Regions from separate parts of the Sus scrofa genome. Here region 1 is linked to region 2. Evidence: chromatin contacts called from public Hi-C data. All regions are on one chromosome and are shown on one strand. The core of a region is the stretch at or near the end of the contact, and the rest is flanking DNA. Distances in the headings are between cores, read along the strand shown. Region 1 holds the start of ARHGAP12 (rho GTPase-activating protein 12). Region 2 holds the start of SVIL (supervillin).

Evidence for each region. A called contact is a pair of places that touch in the nucleus more often than the background predicts.
Region 1: a contact with region 2 is called in a Hi-C map of liver, with 4 times the contacts expected there. The contact joins the promoter of ARHGAP12 here to the promoter of SVIL in region 2. A contact is called at or near these places in 1 of 5 promoter capture datasets (liver) and 1 of 47 Hi-C or Micro-C datasets (liver).

Annotation. Positions count from the first base shown.
Region 1 is chr10:42,576,056-42,578,755 of Sscrofa11.1, forward strand. ARHGAP12 (rho GTPase-activating protein 12) reads right to left here and starts at 1,296. Exons shown (of 18, transcript XM_021064803.1): 1 at 1,110-1,296.
Region 2 is chr10:41,174,994-41,177,693 of Sscrofa11.1, forward strand. It overlaps SVIL (supervillin), which reads left to right and starts at 1,365. Exons shown (of 36, transcript XM_021064788.1): 1 at 1,365-1,513.

The sequences.
Region 1 (2,700 bases), core at 46-2,545, 1.4 Mb after region 2:
AATATTAGAGAGGCATGGCAAGGAGCTGGATACTTTAACAACCTCTCACTGCAACATTCAGAGCCTTCCAAGGTCTCACCTTTAGAAGCGGGGGGCAGAATCTGAACCAGATTCCAGCGACTCCTCAATATTCCTTCCTCTACATCATCGCCCCCAAGGAATACGCGCATGAACGGTCAATAAATTCTACCTCCACAGGTCATGATTAACCATCAAGCAGGACGAGGGCTAACTGCCTCTGCCACAACACTTCGCTTGGAATGACGTGAGAACTTTTCATAGTGCTACGCTTTGAACATTTTGCTTTTGCCTTCGCAAGTGCATTTAAAACGACTGCTGCTGCAGCCGACAGGAAAACATCACACGCCTCTAAAACGCAAGGCCGTGCCTTTTGCTCTGCTGATGACCCTGTGGCCGTTTCTTCTCCAGGAGTCTGCGGTAACTTAAGATAAAACACGCCAAGGACAGTCATTCTTAGAAGATAATCAACGACCCCAGAGGAGAGGACAGGGAATTCTTTAAATTTAAGGACCCCGAGGAAATTCCTCGCAGAGAAGCAAATGCCCATTCAGCAGGGGCGGGGCACCTCTACAGACTGCAGAGCCCCGAGCGCCCAGTTTTGAGGTCAAAGCCCTCGAGGGGAGGCCCAGATCCGCTCCGGGGTGGGGTGGGGGGTGCACCCCCTCCAGCGGCTGGGAAGCGGGCACGCGCGGTGGCGGGAGACCAGGAAAGAGGGCGGCACCGCCAGCCTTTTACACACATACACACACACACACACACACACACACACGCCCCGATACCCTCCTTCCTGGGGGCGGGGCGGCGGGCACTGCCCTCTCACAGGAAGTCAGAAAACCGGGGGGCAAAGGAGCCACAACTTCGAGCCATTTAAACCCCGCAGCCCATATCTGCCGACCTGCCGGCGACGGTCCCCGCCCCGAGCCCCGACCCCTCGGGCCGCGCCTCCGGCTGCACTCGCGCCCCTCGGCGCCACCGCGCGCCAGCACACGCCTCCCCCGGCCCCGCAGCCCTCGGCGGGTACAAACCCCAGCCCCAGGCGCCTTTGTGCTGCGCCGCCCGAACTGCCTTCCGCTCGCAAGCCCCCTCACCTCACAGAGAGCGCAGCGGCCTCGCGGGAAGCGGCTCCCTCCCGTGCCGGCGGCAGCAGTGGGGCACCCAGGCGAGCCCGAAGGGCGCTCACTCGGCGGCGGCCGCGGCCGGCGCGTCCCCGCAGGCAGCTCTCCCCGGGAGGGTAAGTTCCAGGGCACGTCGGAGCGCGCCGGCGCGGGGGCGGGGCGGGGAAGCGGTCACGTGGGACGGGGGCGGGGCGCGCCACGTGATGGGGCGGGGCGAGGCGCACGTGACGGCCCGCCGGGCGAGGGGTGACTCGGCCTTGGAGGATCCGGGAGGAGGAGGGGAGGCAGAGGGCGGGGCCGAGGCGCGCGGAGTGGCGCGCTCCTAGAGGGCGGAGGGGGTGTGGATGCTTTGCAAACTCCAGGTGGGAAAAGCTGAGAAAACGCTCCTGGGGAAAAGGAGGGAAGGGTGGACTGGAAAACTTCCGAGACTGGAGTGGTTGGAGTGGGGCTGGGGAGGAGGGGGCCGTGGGCCCGCCCCCACCTCTTTCTCCTGCCGCCTGCCTGCTGGGAACGCTGCCCGGCGTCGGTCAGCGGTTCCTGAACCCGGAAATCCCGCGGGCAGGCTCAGGAAGAGTCCACAGGATACTTCGGTCGGTGAAGTGCAGCTCTGGAGACCCTGGTCCATGACGGGGCTCCTGCTGGGACCGGCAGCGCACACTCCGCTGCAGTCCCGAGGCAGCTGACCGCCGACTCCTCTCCCCGCTGTCCACTGGCCTGTTGTGTGCGCTGCGGTGTTGTTGCCCAAAGTTAGCCCAGTATGCTGCGTTTGCAGGAGATCCGCTGCACTGGGAATGTAGGGGGAGACCTCCTCCTTCCATTGTCGCTTCATCTTTCTCAACCTTAGCTGCCCAAAAAGCCTGTGGACAAGTCCAAAGTCTCCTTCTAAGCTCTAAAATTCAATGACTGAGAAAAATAACTGCTATGTATTAGGACTGCAGACACCATTCATTTAGTAACCAACTGTTGATTGTGTCTGTTATGGCGCCTGGATAAAATGTTAATAGTACTAGGAAAAAAGGCCAAGGTATTATTCAATTGGCTCTTCTCTGTTCTTCACCTCATGCTTGAAGATGCCATTGGCTTCCTTAATCACAAGCTGAACTCCCAGTTTTTCTTTAATGACTGCAAAGAACCCACTGGGATATTGTCAAGACTTTAACAACTCTAGTTTACTACCTTGTTAGAAAATTAAATCTAATGTTCAGGGCGGGGGGCTTAAAGTTGTAAGATACTCTCCTCTCTCAAAGAAAAGGTACTTAAGCCTGAGACCATACTGTCTCTATCAGTACACTCAAGACCCCCTTTCCTTGGCATGGGTAGTCTTTTCTGTCTCCCTCAGTTTCTAACGAGTTCTTTGCCATGCCTTTGTTCAGTAGAGTATTACTACCATGTGCTTCTGAAACTATTTTCCATAGAATCCCTTGTGATCTCTTTCTAGAACCAAAACAGGGACAGACAGCGGAAAAGCAACTGTGCCCGGATGGGAATGTCCTGATAACTTTATCTTCCCTACTCCCCAAGCCTGAGTTAGACTCTTGGTTTCAGCAAGAGATAGAATTAAACA
Region 2 (2,700 bases), core at 115-2,614:
TATAATTCAATAGGAAGCAGCTTAAGGGAGCATGCTTATAAATATTGTCAGAAAAAGTGAAGATTGCTCCAGATAAAGTACTTGCTAGCAGATGCCAAATTTGACTAAATCTTCTGAATTTCTAGGAATCAGTCCATTCCTTAAAGTGAACTTCTTTTTGAGCATCCAGTCCAGCCTAGACTTCAAACTTACAAAAATGGTTAAGGCTCTTATCCTCTGGGACCTCAGGGTTTGCTGGAAGATGCAGAAGGTTGACCCAGGAATGATGGCCAGCGCTCTAAGTGCTATGGTTGAGATGTGCCCAGGGTGCAGAAAGAGCAGCACAAGGACACCTCATTCAGGAAGGGGTGGGTGGGCTTCCTAGACCTGGCAACTCTCTGGAGGAGGCTGGAAGAGGTGATACCATCTCCCTAGATGAAGAGAGTGCTGGGTATTTGTGTTCCAAGAACATGGACCATCTTGAATCTGCCGGCATTGGGAGTGGTCCCTTTGGCTCCAATGAAAGGCACAGATGGGGAAATGGTTAGAGATGAGCCTCCAGAAGGAGGCAAGCAAAGGTGCTTAAATTCGTTCCTGAAACAAAAGGAATCCATTGAGGGGTTAAAAAAGGGCACAGGATAACTAGGTTTCTGCTTCTGAAAGATACCCAAGGATGCAGTATGGAGGATGCTGGCCAAAAGGATGCTGTGGCAGTGGTCTAGTTAGGAGGCTGGTATTGAACACCCAAGGAGAGGCGTTCCCATTGTGGCTCAGGGGAAATGAATCTGACTAGTATCCATGAGGACACAGGTTCTATCCCCGGCCAGGCTCAGTGGGTTAAGGATCCAGCGTTGCCATGAGCTGTGGTGTAGGCTTACAGCTACAGCTTCAGTTTGACCCCTAGCCTGGGAATCTCCATATGCTGTGGGTGCAGCCCTAAAAAGCAGGGAAAAAAAAAAAAAAACAGGAGAAACGGCACAAAGGGCTTTGGCCTGGGTAGTAGTGATGGGTATGGAGAAGCAAAGGGGCTGCTGTGAGGCATCCAAGACACAGTAGCAGGTGGATTGAATGGGATGTGCACCTTTGCCAGTCACTCAGATAGAGGATGCAGGTGGGGAGACAACGTTTGGGGGAAAGAGTTCTATGATGGATATACTGAGTCTGGAGTGCTGATTTAGTAGCTACTTGGATCTGGAGATTGGGGAGAGTCTCGCCTGGTGTTAGCTGAAGCCACAAAGTAAAGACAGGACCAGCAGGGGATTGGGAATGAGGCTTTGGGAGGATCCTTAATTCAGGGCTATTACTGATTTGCTGAAGATCAGCTGTCTCTGGTTAGCCTGGGATCAGTGTAAACAGCTCTAGTCTCTGCCTCCTCCGGCCTCCCTAGCTTAAACGCTGCCAGCACTCTCCCAGATAGCAGGAGGAAGGAAGCGTCTTTATTGCATGTGTTCAACACAGACCCTCCTTCTTGAACTTTCCAGAGACGGCACAGGTACCAGGCAGAGGGCATAGCTCCCACGAGGGCAGGGCAGAGGTAAGGCTGCTTCTCTACTTCGTCATTAACAAACTGTAAAGGGCCAGTTCTGAAAGGTCTGCTGGGGTTCCGAATTTCTCATAGATTCTTTTCACACATTGGAGTGTTGTGCTGATCATATTCTCAAGGACCCTGAGCTGGATTTTAAGTCCTTCCAGCTGTGAGTCACAGCACTTTAAGGGTTTGTGTTTGTCAGTCCACATGCGAGCCAGCTCCAGGGGAGGGCACAAGGATGGAGTAGAGATTGGGGAAGGCTGAGCCCAGAAGCTGCTCTGGGATCTTGGGGGCAGTAAAGCTGTTATGGGCCGAGTTGCCCCCGTCTCCTCTGCCCAATTCGTCTGTTGAAGCCCTAACTCCCAGAACCTCAGGATGTGATTGGATTTGGAGATAGGATCTTCAAAGAGGTAACTTAGTGAAAATGAAGTCTTTAATGGGTGGGCTATAATCCAGCATGACTGGGGTCTTAAAAAGAGATTAGGACAGAGACACACAGAAGAAAGGCAGCCATCCATAAGCCAAGGAGAGAGGCCTCAGAAGAAACAACCCTCCTGACGCCTGATTTCCAGCCTCCAGATGGGTGAGAAGATATTCTGTGGTCTAGGCCTCCAGGTCTGCAGGGTAGGTGGTGAAGGCTGCCTTAGGAAACTAACACACTCCCTTTTCATTCTTCAGATGGGAGCAGGTATGGATCCGCTTGATGCATCCTCAGGAGTTAAAATGAGAATCTAACAGTGGGAGGAAAAAAAGCAGTAGCTGGAGGGAATGTAAATGTGAACACTAGTGAAACAGACAAGAAGCACAAGTGAATTTCATAAGTTTATTTACTGCCTCGCAGATTACCAAGTACTTCACCAACCTTAACTCATTTCATCATCACCACTGTCTCAGCATCACCTGGAAACTTGTTAGAAACGCCAAGTTCTGGGCCAGGCAGGTTAAAGAAGCAGACAGTGGGGTGGGGCTCGCAATCTGTGTTTTAAACAAATCTCGGGGGTTTGGCGAGGGATTCTGATTAGCAGAAGTGTAAAGTGTGAGAACCACCGACAGAGGGGACGGTCCCCTGTCAAGACGGGCAGTTCGGAGGGTGACCAGACTTTTTCATGGCTGTGAGTGGCCACAGGACGATCTGCTTGACCAGTGGCCCCGAGCCCCTGCGACTACAACGTTCGCACACATTTTGATGGGTT